Regions from separate parts of the Mus musculus genome. Here regions 2, 3, 4 and 5 are each linked to region 1. A link is a contact called in public HiCAR-type, capture Hi-C and promoter capture Hi-C data. All regions are on one chromosome and are shown on one strand. The core of a region is the stretch at or near the end of the contact, and the rest is flanking DNA. Distances in the headings are between cores, read along the strand shown. Region 1 holds the start of Rpl8 (ribosomal protein L8). Region 2 holds the start of Gga1 (golgi associated, gamma adaptin ear containing, ARF binding protein 1). Region 3 holds the start of Kctd17 (potassium channel tetramerisation domain containing 17). Region 4 holds the start of Eif3d (eukaryotic translation initiation factor 3, subunit D). Region 5 holds the start of Mroh6 (maestro heat-like repeat family member 6).

What was found. Promoter capture Hi-C pulls out the DNA fragments that hold promoters and counts their contacts. HiCAR-type assays count read pairs that join an accessible place to other places. Capture Hi-C pulls out chosen DNA fragments and counts their contacts.
Region 2: a capture Hi-C map of embryonic stem cells shows a contact between it and region 1, with 7 times the contacts expected there. The contact joins the promoter of Gga1 here to the promoter of Rpl8 in region 1. A contact is called at or near these places in 1 of 39 promoter capture datasets (embryonic stem cells), 2 of 115 datasets of contacts at active chromatin or transcription factors (embryonic forebrain and stem cell-derived neural progenitor cells) and 3 of 9 other capture datasets (adipose tissue, embryonic stem cells and liver).
Region 3: a contact with region 1 is called in a HiCAR-type map of astrocytes, with 4 times the contacts expected there. The contact joins the promoter of Kctd17 here to the promoter of Rpl8 in region 1. A contact is called at or near these places in 1 of 39 promoter capture datasets (erythroid cells) and 2 of 115 datasets of contacts at active chromatin or transcription factors (astrocytes and pancreatic cancer cells).
Region 4: a contact with region 1 is called in a capture Hi-C map of embryonic stem cells, with 2.9 times the contacts expected there. The contact joins the promoter of Eif3d here to the promoter of Rpl8 in region 1. A contact is called at or near these places in 2 of 39 promoter capture datasets (cranial neural crest and erythroid cells), 3 of 115 datasets of contacts at active chromatin or transcription factors (astrocytes, embryonic stem cells and large pre-B cells) and 4 of 9 other capture datasets (adipose tissue, embryonic stem cells, liver and 1 more).
Region 5: a contact with region 1 is called in a promoter capture Hi-C map of erythroid cells, with 8 times the contacts expected there. The contact joins the promoter of Mroh6 here to the promoter of Rpl8 in region 1. A contact is called at or near these places in 2 of 39 promoter capture datasets (embryonic stem cells and erythroid cells) and 2 of 115 datasets of contacts at active chromatin or transcription factors (bone marrow-derived macrophages and large pre-B cells).

The regions. Positions count from the first base shown.
Region 1 is chr15:76,901,929-76,906,537 of GRCm38.p6, forward strand. It overlaps Rpl8 (ribosomal protein L8), which reads left to right and starts at 2,143. Exons shown (of 6, transcript NM_012053.2): 1 at 2,143-2,181; 2 at 2,375-2,522; 3 at 2,611-2,752; 4 at 2,890-3,108; 5 at 3,928-4,043; 6 at 4,193-4,390. The coding sequence starts at 2,385. The coding sequence ends at 4,351.
Region 2 is chr15:78,874,756-78,879,364 of GRCm38.p6, forward strand. Gga1 (golgi associated, gamma adaptin ear containing, ARF binding protein 1) reads left to right here and starts at 2,435. Exons shown (of 17, transcript NM_145929.2): 1 at 2,435-2,862. The coding sequence starts at 2,820.
Region 3 is chr15:78,426,027-78,430,635 of GRCm38.p6, forward strand. Kctd17 (potassium channel tetramerisation domain containing 17) reads left to right here and starts at 2,538. Exons shown (of 8, transcript NM_001289671.1): 1 at 2,538-2,841; 2 at 4,016-4,124. The coding sequence starts at 2,632.
Region 4 is chr15:77,968,944-77,973,552 of GRCm38.p6, forward strand. Eif3d (eukaryotic translation initiation factor 3, subunit D) reads right to left here and starts at 1,881. Exons shown (of 15, transcript NM_018749.2): 1 at 1,740-1,881.
Region 5 is chr15:75,886,881-75,891,489 of GRCm38.p6, forward strand. Mroh6 (maestro heat-like repeat family member 6) reads right to left here and starts at 1,892. Exons shown (of 14, transcript NM_001282443.2): 1 at 1,547-1,892; 2 at 1,154-1,306; 3 at 842-996; 4 at 121-238. The coding sequence starts at 1,843. It overlaps Naprt (nicotinate phosphoribosyltransferase), which reads right to left. Exons shown (of 13, transcript NM_172607.3): 11 at 4,467-4,609; 12 at 4,269-4,376; 13 at 4,084-4,180. The coding sequence ends at 4,118.

The DNA of each region.
Region 1 (4,609 bases), core at 893-3,392:
AGGTTGGTCACAGGAGTACTCTGCAGACGGATCAAGTGGTGTGTCGGCTGCTAGTGAAGCCATGCAGCGTTAGTGGATTAAAACCTTTGAATGTGTCCGAGGCACCTGTCCAGTACTTTACCTCCCACTCCATGGGGAGTTTGGAACCACTGGGCATGTCAAGAGTGTCTTTGGGAGCTGGGGAGTTGAGTCTGTGGTTAAGAGCCCTTGTTGCTTTTGCAGAAGACCTGGGTTTGATTCCCAGCAGCCACGTAACAGCTCATAGCTGTTTGTAACTCCATTTTCAAGGGCTCCAATCACTTCTTTTGTCATTCCTGGGCACCAGGCATATACTTGGTGCAGTTGTACAGGCCAAACACCCAGACTCATAAAATAAATCTTAAAAAAAAAAATTGCCTGATGGTGGGGGTGCTCCTCTTTAATGGCAGCACTCAAAAGAGACAGATGGATCTCTGAGTTTGAGTTCCTCCTGATCTAGAGTGAGTTCCAGGACAGCCAGGTTTACACAGAGAAACCCTGTCTATAAATAAATATATAAGGTGTCTTTTTTCAGGGCTGGAGAGATGGCTGAGCAGTTAAGAGCACTGACTGCTCTTTACCTAGAGGTTCTGAGTTCAATTCCCAGCAACCACATGGTAGCTCACAACCATCTGCAATGAGATCGGATGCCCTCCTCTGGTGTGGCTGAAGATCATATAAAATAAACAACAATTTTTTTTTTTAAAGATGTCTTTGTTTCTGAAAGGACAACCCAGTGGCAGATGCCTATATAGGAAGAGTGTGACAGGGCTGAAAACTTGCACATACATTTACAGACTCTCACAAAACTGTCCTGTGGGCCGGTTGGCTGAGATATACCCTAGTGCTGGCAGGGCCCTATGCCCTGCACGGTTCACAAGACAAAGCACTAGCAGGCATCCTCCCACAGACTTTTCTGTATAGGCATCTTTCATTCTGGTTCTCTTCTGGGCTGACTCAACTCCTTACCCTGCCCCTGGGTGGCTTGATTTACCACTCTGCAAGTCCTGGAACCCTGCCACCCAAAGCTCCACTACCCTTCTGGAATACCCTGTGCACCAGCATCCTGTGGAACTTGAGCCATGACGATAACTCGGTGTTCTTTCCTCGTTTGTTTGTTTGTTTTTTCGAGACAGGGTTTCTCTGTACAACCCTGGCTGTCCTGGAACTCACTCCGTAGACCAGGCTAGCCTCGAACTCAGAAATCCACCTGCCTCTGCCTCCCAAGCCCTGGGATTAAAGGCATGTGCCACCACGTCTGGCCTGTCCCTTCTTCTTTTCAGTGTGTCAGATCACCAACCCATGTCCCTTCCTCCTCAATATGTCAATTTTAGCCTCTGCCATGTAAAATCTCCCAGTTCTGACAAACCTCTCTTACCAATTGGGACCCTGACCCTCAGTTACCTCCCTCTCAGTCTACACGTTTATGCCATTGACTACTTAGGTTTCACTCAGATGAAGAACCTCTGTTTGGGGGGCTCTGTGCCACTTTATCGCCCTGCATCGCTGCGTTCCTTCCCCGCTTTAGCTCTCCAGGGTCATTGCCCCCACCCTCTTTCCAATTGCTGAGGCCACTAACTTTTGGCTTCTTTGCCAGACATCTTGAGAACTCCGCAGGTGACCTTCTTAAATCCCAATCATTATCTTCTTGTTCTTCTTCACCTCCTTCCTCCCCTCCACCCCCAACCCCCTACCCCAGACTGGGTTTTCTTTGTAGCCCTAGCTTGTTCTGGAACTTGTTTTCTAGCCCAGGCTGTCCTGGAACTCCGCCTGACCCAGTCAAATTTCAATCTTCTAGTTCGGCAAAGCACTAGGTTTCCAGTGTCTGCACATCCAATCTCCTCCGTCTGGGCCCAGCTCGGAAGCTCAAGATTCTGCGTGGCGTTGCCCTGGACAAATCCTTCCACCTCTTGAAGCCTCCTCTCTCCCGCCCTTCCTCCGTAAGACTCTTGAGTCGGTTTCTTCAGAGTCTGCCTCTCCCCAGGACGACAAGTTTCAGCAATTGCCTTGGTTCAGCAATTTGGTAGACACACAGGACACCTGCATGTGACTACAAGACCCGACAGGCATTGCGCTGGGGAAGGGGCGGAGTTATGGCCCCGCCCCGGAAGATAAGGCTGCGTTGACCCGTCTATTTCCTCTTTCGGCCTTGCTTGCCGGCAGGTAAGTTGTGCTCTGTCCGCTGCGGGTTTTGAAATTATCCACCGCCATCCGCCGCCGTTAACTACTTGGCGGTCTGTCATGCGGCCTGGCCCACTCGTCCAGGATCAGAAGGGAGGGATGGCGTTGCTTTCGGCCTTGGGGGCTGGCAGGAGGCTGGGGATTTTTTTGGACGCTGAACTCGAACCATTTCCAGACTCGCCGCCATGGGCCGTGTGATCCGAGGGCAGAGGAAAGGCGCGGGTTCTGTTTTCCGTGCGCACGTGAAGCACCGTAAGGGCGCCGCGCGCCTACGTGCTGTGGACTTCGCGGAGCGACACGGCTACATTAAAGGCATCGTAAAGGTAGGAGGGCACCGGCGGGAGTTAAGCAGGCGGGGAACCGGGCGTCTCGAGCAGGCCTTAGAATACAATACACCACCCTGACCCGTAGGACATCATTCATGACCCTGGCCGCGGCGCTCCCCTCGCCAAAGTCGTCTTTCGGGATCCCTACCGATTCAAGAAGCGGACAGAGCTGTTCATCGCAGCGGAGGGGATCCACACTGGACAGTTCGTGTACTGCGGCAAGAAGGGTGAGCCTCCAGGCGGGGAAGGAAGGAAGGGTTGGGCCCGGGACTTTGGGTGCTGAGCTGAGCTTCGTGGGTTGGGATCGGTGTGGGTTTGGCATGGCTTTTAGCGTTAACAGTCGTTTTGCCCCCTCTCTCCACAGCCCAGCTGAATATCGGCAATGTTTTGCCCGTGGGCACCATGCCTGAGGGTACGATCGTGTGTTGTCTGGAGGAGAAACCTGGGGACAGGGGCAAGCTGGCCCGAGCCTCCGGGAACTACGCCACAGTCATCTCCCACAACCCAGAGACCAAGAAGACTCGAGTGAAGCTGCCTTCGGGGTCCAAGAAGGTCATTTCCTCTGCCAACAGAGCCGTTGTTGGTGAGTGCGGGAGGGCAGTGGGGCCTTGAAGACGCGGGTGGTCGGCATATGAACTGCCAGCTGCTGGGCCTAGGCCATAGAACCACATTGCTTATTTTCTTGGTCATGGGAGAAGACTAACAGAATGCAACTGGGGATTTAGTTGTAGAGTGCTAGAATACCTACTTCGTAAACAACTAACTGATTCCTGTCCTGGGGATTTGATTCTTTTCTGGTCTCTGGGCACTGTATAAATGTGTATGGATACAGACATGTAGGTAAAGATGCCTGTGTATACATAAAATTAGGTTAAAAAAAGATTACACCGCTTGACACTTTTGTGCACTGTGACCTAGGAATTCTGATCCTGCACTTGAGTTTAGTTGGTTCATTTTAGAAAAGATAGGACCAGTAGTGGCTGTTAAAAGATGTTCAAGTCAGTGAAAAGGGGCCATGACTTATCTCTTGTTTAGTTACTTGGAAACATCTTAGGATCTGCTAACCTCATCCTTGCATAGGATAAGTTCTGAGGGCACGTGGTCAAAGCATGCTGTGTTTGGTAGGTGGGTTTGCCCATTTGTGGGAGGTGTTTTCAGAGGTTGAAGGACCTGTCTTGAATATCAGGCACTGAATATTGAGGTGCACCCCATGGAAACTTGGGCTGAGTCAACAGTTTGCTTTAATACAGGCATGGTCCTTGCCTCACCTGTCAAAGTGTCAGTTTGCAGAGGGTAAGGGGTTTCCTAGGTAGAGCTTGCTGGACTTCTGTGGGGTTGTAGATTTCTGCCATAGACTAATGGTGAATGGTGCATGTCTCAGAGGTGTTGTGTCACTTTTCAGGTGTTGTGGCTGGTGGGGGCAGAATTGACAAGCCTATCTTAAAGGCTGGCCGTGCCTACCACAAGTACAAGGCAAAGAGGAACTGCTGGCCACGTGTGCGGGGTGTGGCCATGAATGTAAGTAACCAAGAACTGAGTGAGTGGGCTTTTCTTGTTGCTGTGCTGGGAGGATCTGCAGCAGGGAGGTCCTGGGCTGTCGGCTCTTCCCGTGTTCCCTACGTAGGTGAGATGACCCTTACACTAACCTAACTTCATTCTCTTTTTAGCCTGTGGAGCATCCCTTTGGAGGTGGTAACCACCAGCACATTGGCAAACCCTCCACCATCCGAAGAGATGCCCCTGCTGGGCGCAAAGTGGGTCTCATTGCTGCCCGCCGGACTGGACGGCTGCGTGGAACCAAAACTGTACAGGAGAAGGAGAACTAGAGTTCAGGAGCTAATAAAGTACGTCCTTTGGCTAATCCGGCGTGTGTGAGCCTCTTTTGTGAGGGATCCCTGGAAGTGAAAGATGCTTCCACCCTACAAGGGAGCATGGCATGCTGCGCCTGGGATTTGGGTAGATGACTTGAGACCAGGTCTCTACATAATCCTTGACTGTCTGGAACTCACTGAAGATCAGGCTGGGGTTGTCATCCTGCCCAGCTGGGAAGCTCAGTTTACAATATGCGGTACTGACGTAAATTA
Region 2 (4,609 bases), core at 1,185-3,684, 2.0 Mb after region 1:
TCCGATTCCCTCTCCTTTGCTAAACCATTCGAATACATTCCTGAGGCTGATCACCAAGGTCCAGCAATCAAAATTCAACATTTGGCTACACTAACTAACATGTCCAATTAGGATTTACCAAGTCATCCTAATTCAGGCTTCCCCCTTTGTCTCCTTACAAACAAACCACTCCCACAGAGACACCTGAGGCTCACTTTGCCTGACCCAGAGGCAGTCAGACCCCCTGCTTGTCCCCTCCTAGGTAAATAAAATCTCTTTGGGGCTGAGGATTTAGTGTCTGCTTGTGCTCTGTGCCGATTCTGAGATCCCTTCAGTGTGGGCAGGCGCCATGCTTTGAGGCACTATGCTCTGAACCCCGGCACCTTCTGGACCCCAGCACTATTTTAGGTCTCAGGACACTGTGCCCGCTAGTTCTGTGAACTTGACAGATTTCCAATCACCTGGTCGATGAGCTGCTGCTCGTGCCTCAGGAGGATTACCCTGCCTGAGTCTACTGAGCTGGGAAGACCTGCCCACTGTGGGTGGCACCATCCCCGATGGGGAACCTGTACTGTGTGAGTGGAGAAAGGGCGGGAAGCAGTGTGCATTCCACACTCTCTCTGCCCTGTTTCTCAGCTGCAGCTGTGATGGGCCCAGCTGCCACCGCCTTGATTTCTCCTCCCCTTGAATTGTGGGAAACCCTGTCTTCTTTAAGTTGCTTTTATCAGAGCAGTTTAATCACAGCAACAGGAAAAGAAACTCAGGGATTCACCAGATGCAATGCTTCAGGATGAGACTTCCCAGAGGCAGGGAGGGACACAAACCACAAGCATGCAAAGAAATACACTGTGGGGCAGCTGGAGGTTAGAGCTCAGGTGGTGATGTGTCTGCCTAACATGTTTATATGAAATGCTAGGTACCACAGAAATCGCCAGCTTGGGCTATAAGGACTCTAGATGGAGGCAGAAGTAGCTGGAGATGTCTCTCAGTTGGTAGCGTGTTGCTTAGCTTGCAAGAAGTCCTATTCTCTTGCAGGTGTGGTGATGCACGCAGAAGGTGGAGAAAGAAGGATCAGAGATCAAGTCTATAGTGCGTTCAAGGCCTGCCTAGGCTTACAGGAGACCCTGCCTCTGTCGCTCCACCAAAAGTGCCTGTGAGTAGTGATCTGACTTTAAATCAATTTGGCAAATGCAGTTTGGGTTTTTGTTTTGGGTTTTGTTCTGTGTAGCCCTGGGTCCTGGAACTCGCTCCGTAGACCAGGCTGACTTTGAACTCGGAGATTCACCTGCCTCTTCCTCTCAAGTGCTAGGTGGCGTGCGCCACCACTGCCCGGCCTGCAGTTGGGTTTTATTTCATTAACAATTTTAAAAATAAAGAAAACAAAGCAGGCGGAGCCCATCTTGTTACCCTCTCCCGTATCTTATAGGTTGCAGGAGAGAATTAAACGTCTCACTGAGAGTTGGGTTCAGAAGAAAACCCGACTGAAATGAGGTAACTGGTTCTGCAAGGTGAATACTGATCCCTCCAAGGCCACAGGCATGCGGAACTGGATTCGCCGGTTCCTTGGTCTCAGATGCTCTTTAACTCTTCCTGGCACAGGCTCGCTGGAGAGGGCACAGTAGCCAGTTCCCCCGACGGCCGCCAGAGGCTACAGAGAGCGAACTGGCATTCCTGAGAATTAGCCAAGGCGACCGCAGAGGGTGGAAAAAGCGGGTGAAAGTACCTCACATTTTGCCTCCTCCTAAACCACCTCAAAAAAAGAGCCTGACGTCGTCACCATTCCAGTTTGGGGAAAGATAACCTCTCATTTTGCCACCACCTCTCTGGCTTCCCCATCACCTTGAGAGTGTTACGTGCTTTGAGATACGATATTCCACACTGGCCTTGAACTGATAACCTCCTGCCTCTGTCTGATAAGTGCGGGCGTTATCATCACCTTGTAGGATATATATCTGGCCTTGTCTTTCTCTCCAGGGCTGGGCACCGAATAACCCAAATGCAAGGAGTTTCTAAACTGAATGCAGAATTAAGTACTCGGTGCAAGCACTGACCCCTAATGACCTCAGGCAAACTCATAACCTGGCTCCCGGGTTTGAATGTAGATTCATAGGTTAAGAAAAAAAAAAGACTTAGCCCTTTGCTGGGCGTGGTGGCACACTTCTTTAATGTCTGCACTTGGGAGGCGGAAAAAGGCGGATCTCAGGAATTCCACGCCAGCCTATTCTACAGAGCGAGCTTCAGGACTGCCAGAGCAAGACAGTGAGCCCTTGTCTCAAAGGGGAAAAAACTGCTCAGAACAATGCCTAGGGCTTTAAGAGCTAAACAAACGTTAGCTTAACCTCATCGCGTTGGCGGCGGCCACAGTGCCCAGTTGCCCTTTTAAGGGACTTTGACATCTTCCCACGTAAGCGGAAGTACCCCTGAGGGCTCCGGAAGTGACTTCAGAACCCCTTCAGAAACATGGCTCCGGAGCGTTGTCCCGGAAGCGGTCACGGGTCTCTGCGTGACGCTAACTGAGTTAGAGCGGTCCCGCGGGGTTTCTATGGTGCCGCCCGCCACCCCCAGGCTCTCCTCTTCCTCTCCCGCCCGAGCGCCCGGAGCTGCGAGGCCGCCGACCAGCCCCACCGGCGACTCCGCCAGCCGCCAGGGGGAGGGGCGCCGACGAGGCGACGCTCTAGGCGGCTCCACCCGCGTCTCGATGGTGCCCGGCGTCCCGGTGCCGCGTTCCTACTCCGCGGGGTGGACGCGGCCCCTTTAACCGGCCGAGGGCGGAGCCGAGGAGTTCCCGCGAGAGCGGCCGGGGGGCGGGGGGCGGCGCCGAGGCCGGGGGCCCGTGGCGGATGGAGCCCGCGATGGAGCCGGAGACTCTGGAGGCACGAATCAGTGAGTGTCCGGGAGGGGCGCGAGCCGGACCGGAACCGGAACCGGGGGCGCGAGGCTGGCCCCTCTCTCTCTCCCGGCGGGGCGGGGTCCGCGCGCCCCCTCCTCACGCCCCGCCCCCCGACCCGGAGGGGCGGCGCCCCAGTCTGTCGCTCCGCTCGGACCCTGGCAGCTGCGCGCAGCCTGGCCGGGAGCGGGCGCCGCCCACCCACCCCGGTGACCCGGTGGCGCAGAGTTATCCCGGACCCCCGAAGGCCCTGCCTGTTGCACCAAAGCGCAGACCCTCGAGTCTTCCCCTAGAGGGATCCCCCCACTTCCTCAGGGCCTGAGTCTTTCAAACCCTGTGCCCGCAGCTCTTCTTAGATCTGCTCGGTCCCCCAGCCCAGGAAAGGGGGGACCCCTGGCCCATCTGATCCAGCTCTGTCCGCGCCTGGAGAAACTCCCAGTGCTTGAAAGGGTCCCGTCTAAGACTCCATAAGGAAATCAAGTTCTCTGTCGTTATACCCAAGCCCAGCCTTGCTTTGCGTCCCAGATTGCTTTCCTAGCCCCTGCTGAGCCTCCTCCCCAGGCCTCTGTCCTTGTTTCCTGTCTCCTTCGAAACAGCTTCCTCCAACTCTGGCTTCCAAGCCCCATCCTCTGTTCTCCCTGTCCCACACTGCTTGTTGAAGATCCTTGGCCTTGCCAACCCCATTCCTGAACTCTGCCCCTGGGAGCTGCAGGTTGGCTCTTCTGGTCCATTTAGTGACAGGTCTGTCCCAAGGCCTTTCAGGGATGTGACCCAGAGAAGCCTTCCGGTCTATCCTCAAGCTCAACCTCCTGGTCTGAGATATAGCAAGGATCTGTGCAGGGTGGTGTGGGCCGACATGGTCAGCATCTTTGAAGCCAGCCTCGAAGGAAGTTGAACTGGAAGGTTGATTCCCAGAGCTCACCGATCTGGGGGGGGGGGGGGGGGCGGAGGAGAGTCAGCCTGGCAGTGGGGTTGATTGGTGGTTAGAAGGAGACAGTGACCATGGACTGCATGAGATACAGTACTGCACGGGTCTCAGGAGGTCAGAGGTAAAAGAGGACCATAGATATTTTCCCCATCTGTCTTAGTCAGGGTTTCTATTCCTGCACAAACATCATGACCAAGAAGCAAGTTGGGGAGGAAAGGATTTATTCAGCTTACATTTTCCACATTGCTGTTAATCACCAAAGGATGTCAGGACTGGAACTCAAGCAGGTCAGGAAGCAGGAGCTGATACAGAGGCCATGGAGGGATATTCTTTACTGGCTTGCTTTCCCTGGCTTGCTCAGCCTGCTCTCTTATAGAACCAAGACTACCAGCCCAGAGATGGTCCCACCCACAATGGGCCTTTCCCCCTTGATCACTAATTGAGAAAATGCCTTACAGCTGGATCTCATGGAGGCACTTCCCCAACTGAAGCTGCTTTCTCTGTGATAACTCCAGCTGTGTCAAGTTGACACAAAACTAGCCAGGACAGCATCTGAAGAGTCATGCCCAGTTGTGAAATACCTCTCTCCCTCAAGTACTTTCCTCTGCCACTTGCCAGGGGAGATGAGCCCCCCCCCCCACACACACACACACACGCACACGCACTGTGGAGGTTGGGGAAAGGGGTGGGGTCATGTCTCTTCCAGTTCTAAGATCTTCCGTTTGCTCAATGCTGGGGAGAAACTGATCCTGGCCAGAGTTTCCTCTTCCCTGGCTCCTGACTCGGATTGCTTGGCTCCACCCTTGCTGGGGCTC
Region 3 (4,609 bases), core at 1,288-3,787, 1.5 Mb after region 1:
GCACATGGGGCCATTAATTTTATCAATGGATTACATTAGCTCCGTTGGAACTAATGAGTTTCAAGCTGAGTGGGCTACTCAGAGGAAGGGCCTGGATGGAGGAAGTGGTAACTCTGGGATGCACCTCCGAACAGTAGAACTTGTCACTGGTTTCTGTTTCTTTGTTTCTGTCTCTTTCTGTCTCTGTCTCTCTGACTCTGTCTCTGTTTCTCTCTCTCCCTCTCCTCTCCTCTCCTCTCCTCTCCTCTCCTCTCCTCTCCTCTCCTCTCCTCTCCTCTCCTCTCCTCTCTGCTCTCCTTTCTTCCTTTTTTTCTGCCACGAGGCAAGCAGACCCTAGGTTCAGTCCTCAGTACTGCACCCCACCATACCTCTAAAAAGGGAAACTAAAACCAACAGTCGATAAACTATGGAAAGTAAGCAACACGTAATAACTCGTTCTCTTTTCAAGTTATTGCGCTCAGGTTATTTTATCCCAGCAACGGAACAGTGACACAGGGGGAGAACATTAGGTGTCTGTCGGAGGAGCTTGTCTGTCCAGGGTAGGGGTTCTGAAAGAAGGAGAAGAATTTGAGGCAAGCCTTCCTCTTTATTCACCCTCAAGGTACTGGCCCATCTGACACCAAACAGGGACAATGTCCAGATGTGTGCTGGACTCCCACTGGCCTGCTTGGACCGGCTGTGTGGACTGTGGTCTCCTCACCTGTGGTGTTGCCATAGGAAGGAGGGACAGCTTCCGAGTCAGTGAGGCAAGGCTTTGAGGTTGACTCTGCTCTCCATAGCCTCTCCCAGCACTGTCCCACAGTCCCTGAGCCTCCTTTTATCTACTGTAAGAGAGGCATGGAAAAGTAGGATCCATATCTGAGAGTCCCGGAATGAGGACGGCCCATGTGTGGGCACCACTTGAACCAGGAAAGCTCTCAGTGAACAGTACCTGCTGTCCTGGTGGCTGCCGTCATCACCCTGATCGCGATGGCACACCAAGAGTGTGGTCTTGAGAGCACGGTGCTCAATGAACTTATCTCTGATGGATGCTTTTGGTGTCTGTGGCCAGGTACTTATAACAGGGCCCTGCCTGGAGGACATCACAGGTATATGTGCAGCCCGAAGGAGGAAGATCTGACCTCCATCCTTTGCAAGGGGTTTGCCCCTCTCACCTCCCCAGTGATGGGTCAGCTTGACACAGTTTAGAATCACCTGTGAAGAGAGCTAGTGATGAATTGTCTGAATCAGGTGGGCATGACTGTAGGAGATTGTCTTGATTACATTAATTGATGTGGGAAGACACAGCCCACTGTGGGAGACACCATTCCCTAGGCTTCAGCCCAGGACGGTGTAAGAGTGGAGACAGTGAGCTGAGTACAAGCATACATTTGTTCTCTCTCTGCTCTTGATTGTGGATGTGGCTAGCTGCCTCGAGGTCCTGGAACCTAGACTTCCCTATAGCAAAGAGCTCATATGGAATTATGAGCCAAATAAACCATTTTCTTCCTACGTTAGCTTTTGGCAGGATGTTAATATTACATCAACAGAAAGTGAAACTAGGCCATCCCTAAGTCAGGTCTTTTTGTACCTGCTGTGTTGTCCTAAAAGGAACAACTGTCCTCAGGAACTCACTGAACAGTGGGGTGAGAACAGCAGTGACCATGTCCCCCAAACAGGATCCTCCCCCTCCCCTGTTTCCTCTCCATTCTGCTAGCCCAGCAATCACCTTGAATGCCAATGCTAGAGTGACCATTTCCAAACCCTAAGCCCATTCCTCCTTTGCTGAGAGCTTTGGAGCCTCCCCAGTCCTGCTGCACACCCCACACTCCCATCAAGGAAAGGCATCTGGGGGGCCTGGGCATCTCAGCATCATGGGGGAGGGGGCTATTCTAAAACTCCCCTTCCCCACTTTGTAGAGCCGATCCATGCCTCATCTCCAAGCTTCAGGTCAAGCACATATGGAAGCCAAGTGGCACCAGAGAAGCCAGTACCTGAACTTCATCTTCTGAACGTTCACTCTTTAAGCAGACTCCGTAGCATTCAGACTAGACCAAGACTGGCATCCAGAGCAACCCGGCAGGGATGCAGGAAGCTTAAAGGAGTCATATGTATGCTCACACAGCTTCTGGCACACAGAAACGTTCAGCCAGCCCTAAGCCCAACTACATATCCTCAAAGAATTTAGGAAGAGGTGGTGACTATACCTCATCCCCGTGGTCTTTGCCACACACGGGACAAAAAAGAAACACTGCTGATGTGGCTCATGCACGCATATGCACACACGCACATGCTCACACACAGGCGCGTGCGCCTATTTTTAAAAGTAGGTTCAGGTAAATATAGGAATTTCTGGAGGAAGAAAGTTCTTCTCAGGTCAGGTATTCCTCAGCTGGGGCCCCCGTACAAAGCAGAACAAATGGGGGGGGATAGCCAATGAGGAAATCACTGTTTTCGCAGGGCCTTCTGCAAACCAAGCAGTCTGGCCACACGGAGAGACCAGATGATAGATCACCAAGAAAGGCAATGTGGGGCGGGACGTGCTGTCCGAGCAACACCAGGACAAGCGCAGAGCATCCCAGCCCTGGCTCCAGACTACAGCTCCCGGCATGCCCTGCACCTGGTACTCGCCCGCGGCGTGCGGAGGGAAGGATGCAGACAACGCGGCCGGCGATGAGGATGGAGGCCGGGGAGGCAGCGCCACCGGTGGGGGCGGGCGGCCGCCCCGGGGGCGGCTGGGGCAAGTGGGTGCGGCTGAACGTGGGGGGCACGGTGTTCCTGACCACCCGCCAGACGCTGTGTCGGGAGCAGAAGTCCTTCCTCAGCCGCCTGTGTCAGGGCGAAGAGCTTCAATCGGACAGGGTGAGCCCTGAGCCCGCTGACAGGGGGGTCCTGGCCCCGCGCTCCCGGGCTGTCCCGCCTGCGCGTCCCTCGGCCTCTGGCTTTCCTAGGATTCTGAGGCGGGGAGCCGAGGCAGGAGGAGGGGGAGGAAGAGGAGCCGAGAGGAATAGCTATACCCATTGCCGTGGCAACGGGACAGCACAGGCCGCAGCCATTTAGAGCTTTGGAGAGCTGCCCCAGATCCGGGACGCTTCCTTACTGTGGAGCGCTGGGGAGGGACCAACAAACCGGGCCTGCCTTACTGCCCTGGCTGACTCTTAAAGGAGTTGATGCGGCTGCTTCTCCCCGCCCTTAGGGTGTGGGCAGCTGAAGGGTACAAGGAACTAGATGGAGGAGGCCTGGGTGTCTTGGAGCTGGGCTTAATGTAGGGAAGAGCACTGGCTTTGGAGCTATCACTTGTGGGCTCACCCTGCTCTCCTGCCAAATTCCCAAATGACCAGGGAGGAATCGGGAGGAGAGGGGAACTTCCCTGCTCTCTGACTTTGGCCTCCTAGTGTGCAAGGCCTCTGGAGTTGGCTTGTCAAAGTCCCCTGTCCCCCATTCTGTGGCCCTCTTACACTGTGCCCTTGGGTGAGTCCCCTGTCCCTTGATGTCTCCGTCTTCTGTGCTGGGTTGTCCAGATCCCAGTCCTCCCTGCAGGCTGCACTTGTCCAATCAGAGTGCAGCTTCTTTGGAAACTTGCAAACATCTAGTGAATAGTGGGGTTGGCTGGGGGTGGGGGTGGGCGCGGTACACAGCCTCCAAGAGGGAAACTTTCCTAAGAGGGAAATTCACTGGGTCCTGTGCTGAGAGAGAGGTAAGGGGCCACTCAGGAATCCGGTCACCCTCTATACTCACATCTAATCCTCTGACTATGGGAGAAAGAAGCAACGCTCCAGAGGCCAGATGATTGGCTCAAGGTCACACAGCCTGGAAAAGGCAGAGGCAGGGTTCGAACCCAGATCCTTACTGCTTTCTTCCTGCTTCCTCTCTCCCTGTAGCCATTCTTCCAGCCAGCCTGTGGTGACTTGAGTTTATGTGTGTGTGTGTGTATGTGTGTATGTGTGTGTGTGTGTGTGTGTGTTAGGAGGGGTGGGGGTGGCTGGCTTGGGGAAGCTTGCACACCCCTCACTTCCTGTGGTCATCTCCTCCACAGGATGAGACCGGGGCCTACCTCATTGACCGTGACCCCACCTACTTCGGGCCCATCCTGAATTTCCTCAGGCATGGAAAATTGGTGCTGGACAAGGACATGGCCGAGGAGGGTGAGTTGGTCCATTGCGCTGGTCTGGGTCTCTACAGCCTACCGGAGCCTTCAGGGGAGGCCTAAAAAAATTGTCTTGAAGCCAGGACAGTGGCTACATTTCCCCATTATTTTCTGCCTGTCCCAGAGTGGAGTCCCATTCTCCAGGTCTCGGCAAGACCGACAGACCCCCGTGGTCACTGGGTAAATGGCAGGGAAACAGGAAGTGGTAAAAAGGAAGCCAGCCAGGTCCTGAAACATCTGTAGCCTTTGGGAATGTACGTCCTTCCTCCCTGGCCTCTGGCAAGCCAGGCGTAGCCTGTGATGCTCCAGGCTGGATGGGGGAAGGGTTGGGTCTTTTTTCTCGGCCTTACTCTGTGTCTCCCAAGCAAGGGCTTCCCATCAGCCAGGAGGCAAAGTTAGTGGTTCTCCCCCATAGCTGGCAGCCTCTACGGCCCAGTGGCTTGTTGGGGAGAACTTTGGCCTTTCCCAGACCCCTGGAGGCTC
Region 4 (4,609 bases), core at 631-3,130, 1.1 Mb after region 1:
CACCCAACAGCAAATGTCTCTAAACCCAGTCTCCATCAGAGGGCCTCGGTCAAAGTCTTGGTGATTGTCACCCTGCACAATTACCACTCAGTTACACAAAGGCACCGGCACACAGTGCTTTAAAGACCCTCGGGCTGCTGAGATGGTGCCACAAGTAAAGGTGGAACCAAAGTGGAAAGTGAGAACAGACCCCCACACGTGGCCTTCTCCAGCAGAATGCCACAGCACAAACTCCCACACACGTGCATACACAGACAGCAACAACAAAATCCTAAAAATAAAGGACTAAAACCAACCAAACAAGACCATCCCCTGAACCCTCAATCAGACCCCACCCTTCCAATTTTCCATCAGCACAAGTCCTGTACAGTGCATGCAGCCAAGCAAAAGGACCATTGGTGACCAAGGTGGTCACAAACTTCAGAGCAAAAGCGGCCGAGTGTCAAATGTCCATACGCAGGAGCACCAGGACACTGTTCTGACCGCTTACAGCACACGCGCTCACTAAACCCTTCGGACAATCCCGTGGGGCCAGTCCCATTTTCTGGGTAAGAAAATTTGAACACAGGCAGTGTAGCTTTGGCCCCGCAGTATATAGTATATACCACAGCTCATTTTAGGAAAGTAAAAGCTAATAGCTGTATAATCCAGGGGCTTGCTGGACACTTCCCATCAAAAACCAAAGCAAACAACAAAAGGAAAAAAAAAAAACCCATGCATTGACCACACACAAGAAACCTGAAATTGTCCACCATTAGAGCTCAGTAGCCTCTCCTCCTCCTCTGACACACGGAAGCTGGTGATACTTAGGTGACACGGACAAGAGTAAACCCAGGAGCTTCACCCTCCAAATATGAACGTATGCTAAGTTGTAGGAAGAACACGGGGTTGTGGGAGAGAGGGTGAGGTGGTGGTGGTGGGGTGTGGTGGCCTTCAAACAGCTGACATGAAGTAAGAGGCCCCAGGATGTTGGGGTGCTGTGCTGGACGCTTTACCACCGACTGCTACCACACACCCCATCTTTGAGACACAAAGCTAGCTCTGCTAACTTAAGGAGTCCATCTGCCCATCCCTTCAAAAAGTTTCCAAGGCTGTCTACTTAGGCCCGACCTCCTTCTGGTTATACTGTGGGTAGCTGGCAGCCTGACCACCTGGGGCTTTAAGCCATACCCAACAGGCTGCCCCCAAAGCAACTGTAAACTTGAGTTGTCACAAGTTCAAGATGGCTCAAGGCCTGATGTGCATCATCATCTATCTCCCTGGATGGACAGGGTTTGGTCCTTCGGCTACTGCACACGTGAATCAGAAAGAAAGCAGTAGGGGAAAAGTAAAACGGCGCGACAGCTGTATTGGCCACAATACAGTGTGGGTCACTGGGGACACTACAGGTGGGGGCCATTAACTCCTGGGCTCCGTTTCCGATCAGAGCTGGAACCTACTCTCAGCCCCCCATTTCGGAGCACAGAAACAATCTGTTCGAACCCCTAGAGGAGGCTACGTCGCCCCACAACCCACCCCACGGCGCTGAGCAGAGCGCCGAGCGAGGGATCCACACACAAGGTCCGGTGTCCTGCATTCTGAGTCGTGCCTGGGACCACCGGGGGCCAATTCCCGCCCCGCCCAGCGGAGGGGCACAGGCGACAGGACGTAAAGGAAGGCTCTTCCGGGAGCTCCCGAAGCCACGTCTAGCCCAGGCTGGCTCGCGAGGTCCGCAGGGTCCCACGAAACAAGCCGCTCACCTGCAAAAGCCTTCACGGGCCCGGATGGCGACAGATGGCCCGGGGAAAAAACTGCGATTGCCGGGATACTCCGAGGAGTCAAGGCAGGAGGGAAGATGCGCGCGCAGGGGCCGGTGCCGTAAACGGCGACCAGCGCTGTCGTAAATGGCCCTACCACTTCCTTCTTAGTCAGCGGAAAAATGTCAAGCCGTAAAGTGAGACACAACCGGAAGTGTGTCACAGCTCTCGGCTTTAAAAAAAAAAAAAAAAAAAATCCTCGTTCGCCCCTGAGGTGCCAGACACAAGTGAGGGGATTACGTCAGTGGCGTCTGGGGACGCCCGGAGAGGTTCAGAACTGAATCGTGGTCACGCTCGGGGCCAGAGAAGCCGGGGCGGGGAGTCGGAGCTGTCCCCGCGGTGTCCCATAATGCTTCGCGCCAGGCTCGCCTCCTCTGCCTCCCACAATGCCCCGCCGCGCTCGCTGGCCCCAGCGTGGTCGTCGGTCTGGCTGATCGTTATCTGGAGAGTGGCCCGGCGCGTTTCGTGTGCTTGTCACTTGTGGCCCCAACGCAGGGTGGCAAATGACCTGCCTAGTCCGGGTTGCTAGAGCTTCGGGGTGCCCGCTAGGACTCAAACCTTTGTCCCACAGGTCACAAGCGTCTTTCAACGGAGATTTCTGGTCGCTATTTTTTAAAGCAGATTTAGAGTGCCTCGCTCTAAATCGATATTCAGATCGGGGCTATCCAAGCTACGTCTTAATTGATCATCACAGTTCACAGGGTGCGGGTCAGTGTGACCTCTTGGCGTCTTCCACCCCCTGCAGCCGTCTGGAAAGAGACTCGGGATGGGCGTTTTTTAAAAAGCTGGTCCCTTCTGCCTGCTGTTTATGTTTCCTTGATAGTTTCTCAGCAGATCTCCTTGATTAGAAAATACATCTTTAAAAAAAGAAAAAAAAAAAACATCTTAGATACATGTGGTGTCCAGGGTCAGCCAAGTGTAGTTTTATGGCCTTCATATCTGACATCTCTCTCCCCTCCTCCCTTAATGAAACTGGAAATGCTAGATAATAAATTGTAAAATAAATGGTTGTCAAAGGACATTTCCACATTCGGGTCCTTACCGTGGATACCACTGGGATGAATTTGATCAGGTGATTTGGCCTCTACCTGTGTTGGAAATGGTAATGTTGGTGGGATTACCCATTTCACTAATTTACCAATGAGCTTGCCTTCCCGTTTCCCCAATTTGTGTTCTCAGGATTTGGTGGGTCCTGCTGGGTCCTCGTCATTAACTTAAATTTCCCACCACATTGGGACTAGCCTGTCTGTGTTGTAACTTCAGCCGTACCTGAGTGCTGTCTGCCCTCATAGTACCATCTCCCTCATTGTTCGAACCATTCATACTCCCAGTGGGTTGCTCCTCAGGATGCTCAAAGCTCTTCCCACACTTCCGAGGGAAGATGTGGCCTGACATCTCCCTGCCCTTCTGAACAACCTCTGCTCTGGCCACCACGACCCTGCTCTCATTCCTCTCCCAGCAGGTCCCACACTTGCTGTACTTTCTGCCCCAAAGGTTTACTGTCACTGTCTGGGTCCTATTGTGTGTGTGTGTGTGTGTGTGTGTTTGTTTGTATGTCTTTAAGAGTTAGTTGCAGCATGTTCTGGGATCCCTCTACTCTGAAACTGAAGGGGAGGGATCATAACGACAGAAGCTGGTGAAGTTGGAGATTGTGAGAAAAGTCACTTGCTTTGAAAACAGCCATCCTTCGGACTTAAACAGTTGTTAAGCAAGTTCTCACTGAATTGTCCAGCTGATCCTGAGCTCCCAACACCTGAAAACTTGAGACAGAAGGATTGCTGCAAATGGGAGGTCAGCCTGGGCAGACCTGAAGCTAGCCTGGGCTCCATAGCAAGAGCCCAGATCAGTAGAAAATCAAAATGCCTTAAAATATAAAGAGGCATGTATCTTTGCTGAACTGCTCCCATCATGCCTCTCTCCTTTCCCCTTTCTTTTTGCAGTGGCTCCCAGAGGCCATCTGCTACAGCTTGTCGTTGGAGTTTAGTCATCTTTCCCCTGTTGTGGCCCAGCTGTTCTGCTCTCTCAGATGGAGAGCGATTTGGAGGGTCCTGCCTCATTCTCTGCTCACCGCGCAGCTTGTTCTCTCATGAGGGTCCCTGCCACCTCTCCCCCCCAACTACAATTCTGCAGTTCTGTGTCACTCTTGTGGGGTGGCATTTTTCTAGAGTGTGCCCAAGAAGTGTTTTGTGGACCTAAGGCGGTTAGAACCTGCTTTTAGAGACAGGAAATAACAAAAAAGACTCACCTACATCCCTCCTGGGTTTGATTCCCAGCACCCAGGCATGTTGGTATATACTGGTAATCTCAGCACCCAGGAAGTAGAGATAGGGAGATCAGAAGTTAAGGCCATTTTCAGACTGAGGTTCAAGGCCAGCCTGGGCTATATGAGATCCTGTCTCAAGCCAAAGTTTACATTCTTGTCAGAAAGTTGGAAACTGGGGCCTCTTTTAGCAAAAGGTTTTTCACAGTCTGTCTAGCTTGGAAAGGCACAAAATCTCCTTGAGAAATTGAGTAAAGAACTCATTATGGCTCATAATGGTTAAGGCTAGCATAGGGATTTATGTTTCAAAGCCTCGAGTTTTATGATTACATCATTCTATTTATTTATTTATTTATTTATTTATTTATTTATTTATTTATTTATTTTGAGGCAGGGTCTCAATTCGTATCTTTGGCCAGCCCAGATTTTGCTATGTAGACCAAAATGACCTCCTGTTTATGGAGATTCACCTGCCTGTGCCTCCTGGGTGCTGGGATCAAAGACATGTGCCACACACTAGCACAGCTTAACAGGCTTTAGTATAAACCTTACG
Region 5 (4,609 bases), core at 642-3,141, 1.0 Mb before region 1:
AGACAAGTGTAACTCTGGAGCTAGTCCTACCGTAAGTGGTTACTCTTTGGCTGCTTGTGGCCAGACCACGCCCCTATGTGTAGGCCACGCCCCCTGATGGCTCTTGCTGAAGCCACTTACTGCCAGGGCCTCAGACTCGGGAGCCGCCACACCCTTCAGTGCCCACAGCAGTTGCACCAACACCTGCCCGTTTACTCGCTGATTCCGGCTTAGGCTTCGCCACAGCTCAGAGGCTGCCCTAGGGGTGAGGGGCCATGTAGTGAAGAGGAGTTGCAAAGAATCCTCAGGAAAGCCCACCACGGCGACCTCTAGGAAAAGGCTCCAGAAGCAAACCATCCTTTACCCTTCCACCATCCCATATCCCAGAGAAGACAAACGCAGACGACAACAGAGCCAGCCCCAGAGATCAGCAGCCCTCTGGACTACACTGTGAGCCCCGTTGTGTCAGCTACTGGGAAACAGACCTAACATTATTTTTTTTAATTTTTAAAATTATTGTAAAGAATTAACCAAAAATAAATATTGGGGTAAATGACCCGAAGAGCCAGAGGCTTCTAGGTGATCAAGCCACCGTGCTTACTTATGCCGCCCACATCTTCAGGTAAAAAGCAGGGGATGGAGGGAAAGGAGAAGAGAGAGAGAGAGAGGAGAGTGTCAGAGTTAAACTAAACCCAGGTATGGTGGTGTAACACCAGCAAAAGTCTAGGGGAAGGGATTTCCGGGGCCCTATTCCCTTACTGCCCGGTGCTGCAGGAACCAGATCCTATGACCAAGCTATCAAGCGGGAAGGGGGAAGGAAGCCGCGTGGGGCAGCGCAGCGCGGCTGGGCGGGGAGGGTTACCGGTCCGGGGGTAGCGAACTGGGTAGCAGCGCACACACCACGTCCTGCGCATGCTCCAGAGCCAGTGCGCTCAGCACCCGTAGGGCTGCCCTCCGGGGTCTCCCCTCTGCCAGGCTAGGGACCTGTGCCAGCAGCCCACGCACCAGACCGTGGACCTGGGTAAAAGGAACAAACGTCAGTAGTTAGAGCCCCAGGACCTCAAAAGGAAACTCTTGCCAGCACCGCACCTCCCTACACTCAGAGCAGCCTTTAGGGGGAGTGTGGTCGAGGTTGAAGGGAGGCTTGCAGGATTCTCTGGATGGGGATGCTAACCTGGTCCTCCAGCCGCTGCCCCCGGGCTTCCAGGGCTGAGGACAGAGTGAGCGCTGTTGCCTGGGTCCCGGCATAGCCAGCCTCCTCCAGACAGGCAGCTGTATACAACGCAAGGTCTGCAAGGGTTCCTTCCTCCCAGGAATACTGGGAAGCCTATGATGGAAGAATGAAACGTGGAGTTTCTGAAGTCCCCAAGCCGATCTCAACTATCCTCCCTAGTCCTCCAGTCTTCCCATCCCTCAGATGGCGACAAACCTTCCTCCCGTATGATCTTTTCCATCCGTTTACCCTCAGGACTCCTCAATGCCCCCCCCCCCCCCGTACTTCTTGTCTTTCTAGTGCCCAAGTGAACAGCCAAACTTTGCATCATCCAGCATCTGCCCTCTTACTCACCTGGTACGGTCTCTCGGGGGCTGGCTCCTGGGCATTGTGTGGGGAATAGATCTCACTACCAGCTGTGGGGGCAACCACTTCATTCCCAGGCTGGGCCTCAAAGGCAGGGGTGAGTGTTTGAATATAGGGCTCAGGCTCGGGCCCAAGCTCCTGGGGATCAGACTGAGGGCCTGTAGAAGAGGGTCCCACAGGCTGCCCCTGGCTAGCCCGGATTCCTTCCGCTAGAGCTGTCAGAGTTAGGGAGCCCACAGGGCCGTCCCGGCCGTCCCGGCCCCGACCCCACACACCCCCAGCCATAGTGTTCCTACCAGCGGCACCTGCCACCACTCTTCCAGTGAAGTTGTGTCCAGACCTGACCTAGAATCAGGCCCCGGGCGGGCCCACAGGCGGGCCTACAGACAGGCGTGGTGGCGTGGGCATAGACGTAGGTACATGCGAGTCTGAGCATGTGCCAGTGATTGGCTGTTCAATCACAGAGATATCCTAGCATGGACTTGTGAAGGGTGTCTGCCCAGGCTGCTGGAGCCAAGTGGGACATGGCCACTGCATAGTCTGGCCCTGCCCACCAGTGTCCATGGAGATCATGGACTATCGTGGAGGAGAGAAAGGTCTTTAACCCAACTGCCCATCCCCCTCTTGCCTGGGGGAGGGGTCCAGGGCAGTTTTAGATCCTTCTGAGGAAGCCCCAGTAGGGTCAGGGGCTGGGCTAGACCACATAGCCAAATATCCTAGGAACGGGCGTGGTCAGGTACTGTCATTCTCCCTGAACTTGAAACACTTGGGGTGTGGAGCAAATGAGGTGAGGCTGGTGATGCCTCCTAAATACATTTGCAAGTGCCCACTATTGTTGATGCGGGCTCCTCTGCATCCTTGCCAGTCCCGAGGTGGTATGTCTCATGCCCTGTCTGTCCAGCCCCTCCTTCTCTGAGACTGTCTTCCCTGTGTCTGCGTAGGCAGTGTGTATGTATACTGTTCGCCCGGTTGTCTTCCTTTCCAGGTTCATGCTCCCCAGGGCTGGCCCAACCTCTACCCTAAATCCCCGCTCTCCACCCAACCACACTATAGGCACTGCCCAGCGCTAAGCCAGGGAAGCTAGATGAACTAGTCTGACAGACTGCTCCAGGCGGAAGTGCATGGGGAAGTATTCCAAGCAGTGGGCATTCACGCTCTTCAGCTCCTATACCTCGGGCTACCCAAGCCCCAACTCTGCCTCCCACCAAGCCATGAACCAAACCATGTGGTGGTTTGAATAAGAATGGCTCCCAAAGGCGCATGCATTTGAATGCTTAGTCACCAGGGAGCGGTGTTATTCTAAGATTAGGATCCGGAGGTGTGGCCTTCTTGAAGGAAGTGTGTCACAGGGGTGGGCTTTGAGGTTTCAAAAGCACATGCCAAGGCTAGGGTCTCTTTCAGAATGTAGAACTCTCCCCTCTGTCACCATTACCGTGCCTGCATGTATGTCCCCACCATGATGATCATTGATCATGGACTAACCTCTGAAACCATAGGAAAGCCTCCAATTAAATGCTTTCTTTGCCAAGAGTTGGTCGCCATGGTCATGGCGTCTCTTCACAACAATGGTAGGGTGCCTAAGACACTCCAACTGTCTCTGGAGCAATTCTTCCTGAGTCTTACCTAGCTTGCTGTACCCAGACAGCTCCAGCCCTCGCTGAGGCAGCTCCTTGGATCCTCAGCTTTTTAAATCTCCTCCTCCTTCCTCGGTTACTGGGTCAGAAACTGAGACCTCCCACCCCCACCCCCAAGGCCTATAACAGATGATAGATCAGGCAGGGATGGCTGGCTTGGGACGCCTGACATAGGCACATTGCCCTTAGCAGATACAAGCGCCTGGGGCTATGATTAGACTCTGACACCCCATCTCAGAACCTCCCTATCTGCTTCTAGTAGTAGGTGAGGGCTTTCATAACAACATCCTCAAAACACAGATAAAGATAAACCCTCCCTCCTTCTTGTGGCGCAGAGGTTCCATTAAGCCCAGCCCAGTGGCTACCTTCCCACCTGCTGGGTGTTAAGTTTCAATCCAGGGCAAGCAGAGGAGATGCCTACTTAACATATCAAAGCAGACCTGGCCTCCAGGTCTCTAAGCATCCTCCAGTCTCTACCTCATACAGGGTATGGCTGGCATATCCCACCCTCTACCCGGAACTCTCCAGCCCAGGGGCTGGGCTGCCCTTCCCCCAGAGGCTGTTCCCTATATACTCCAGGTATTTGGGTCACTGGCTCTCCTTTTGTAACTTTGGCTTCCTGGATGCTGTATTTTCTGTGCTCTCCCCCCCCCCCCCCCCCGCCCCAACTCCATGTTGTTCAGGGCCATGACTTCCAGATGTGTCTGCCTCTGGCTATGGCTCTCCTATCTATCTATAATAAACTCATCCACCCTACCAAGGGGCAGTCATGCCCTCTCCTTTCCTTCGTATTAATTTTTTCCATTCACTGGGTCTGTGCCTCCAGCCCAGCCCTGGAAGTCCCAAGTGAGTAGCAGAAATGTGTGAACTAACGACACATGGCTGACAAGTGGTGGGAACAGAGCCGTGTTATTTATGACTTTTTTCACAGGGGACCTCGAGCACTCAAACTGTCCACCAGTGCCCGAAGCTTCTCTGACAGTGCGACCTGCAGAGAGAGGAAGGGGATATGGGCATCTGGAGCTGGAAAGCAGGGGGCACACAGGACACATAGGGCCGGCCACCCATAGGCCTACCGGATACACTGCAGGGCTCTGCAGCTGCTTATGTGCAGGGCGGAGGAGGCTCAGGGACTGCTGGGCAAAGCGTCTGGACTCATCCAGAGATGGCAGTGGCTCACACAGCTGCGAGGAAGAGGAAGAAAAGATGGAGATACTGGCTTCGGATCAGAGCGCAGCTGAAGTGAAGGCGCAGGTGAGGGCTGCAGCAGTCACCTGTCCCTGTTGCAGGTAGAGTCGCAGCAATGGCTCCACTTGGGCTGGCTTCACAGTGCAGGGCTCCTGGGTCCCCCGAGGCCAAACCCTCAGTTCCTGCCCAGCCTTGGGCGGGGGCTCTTCTGCTAACTGCAGTAGGTCCA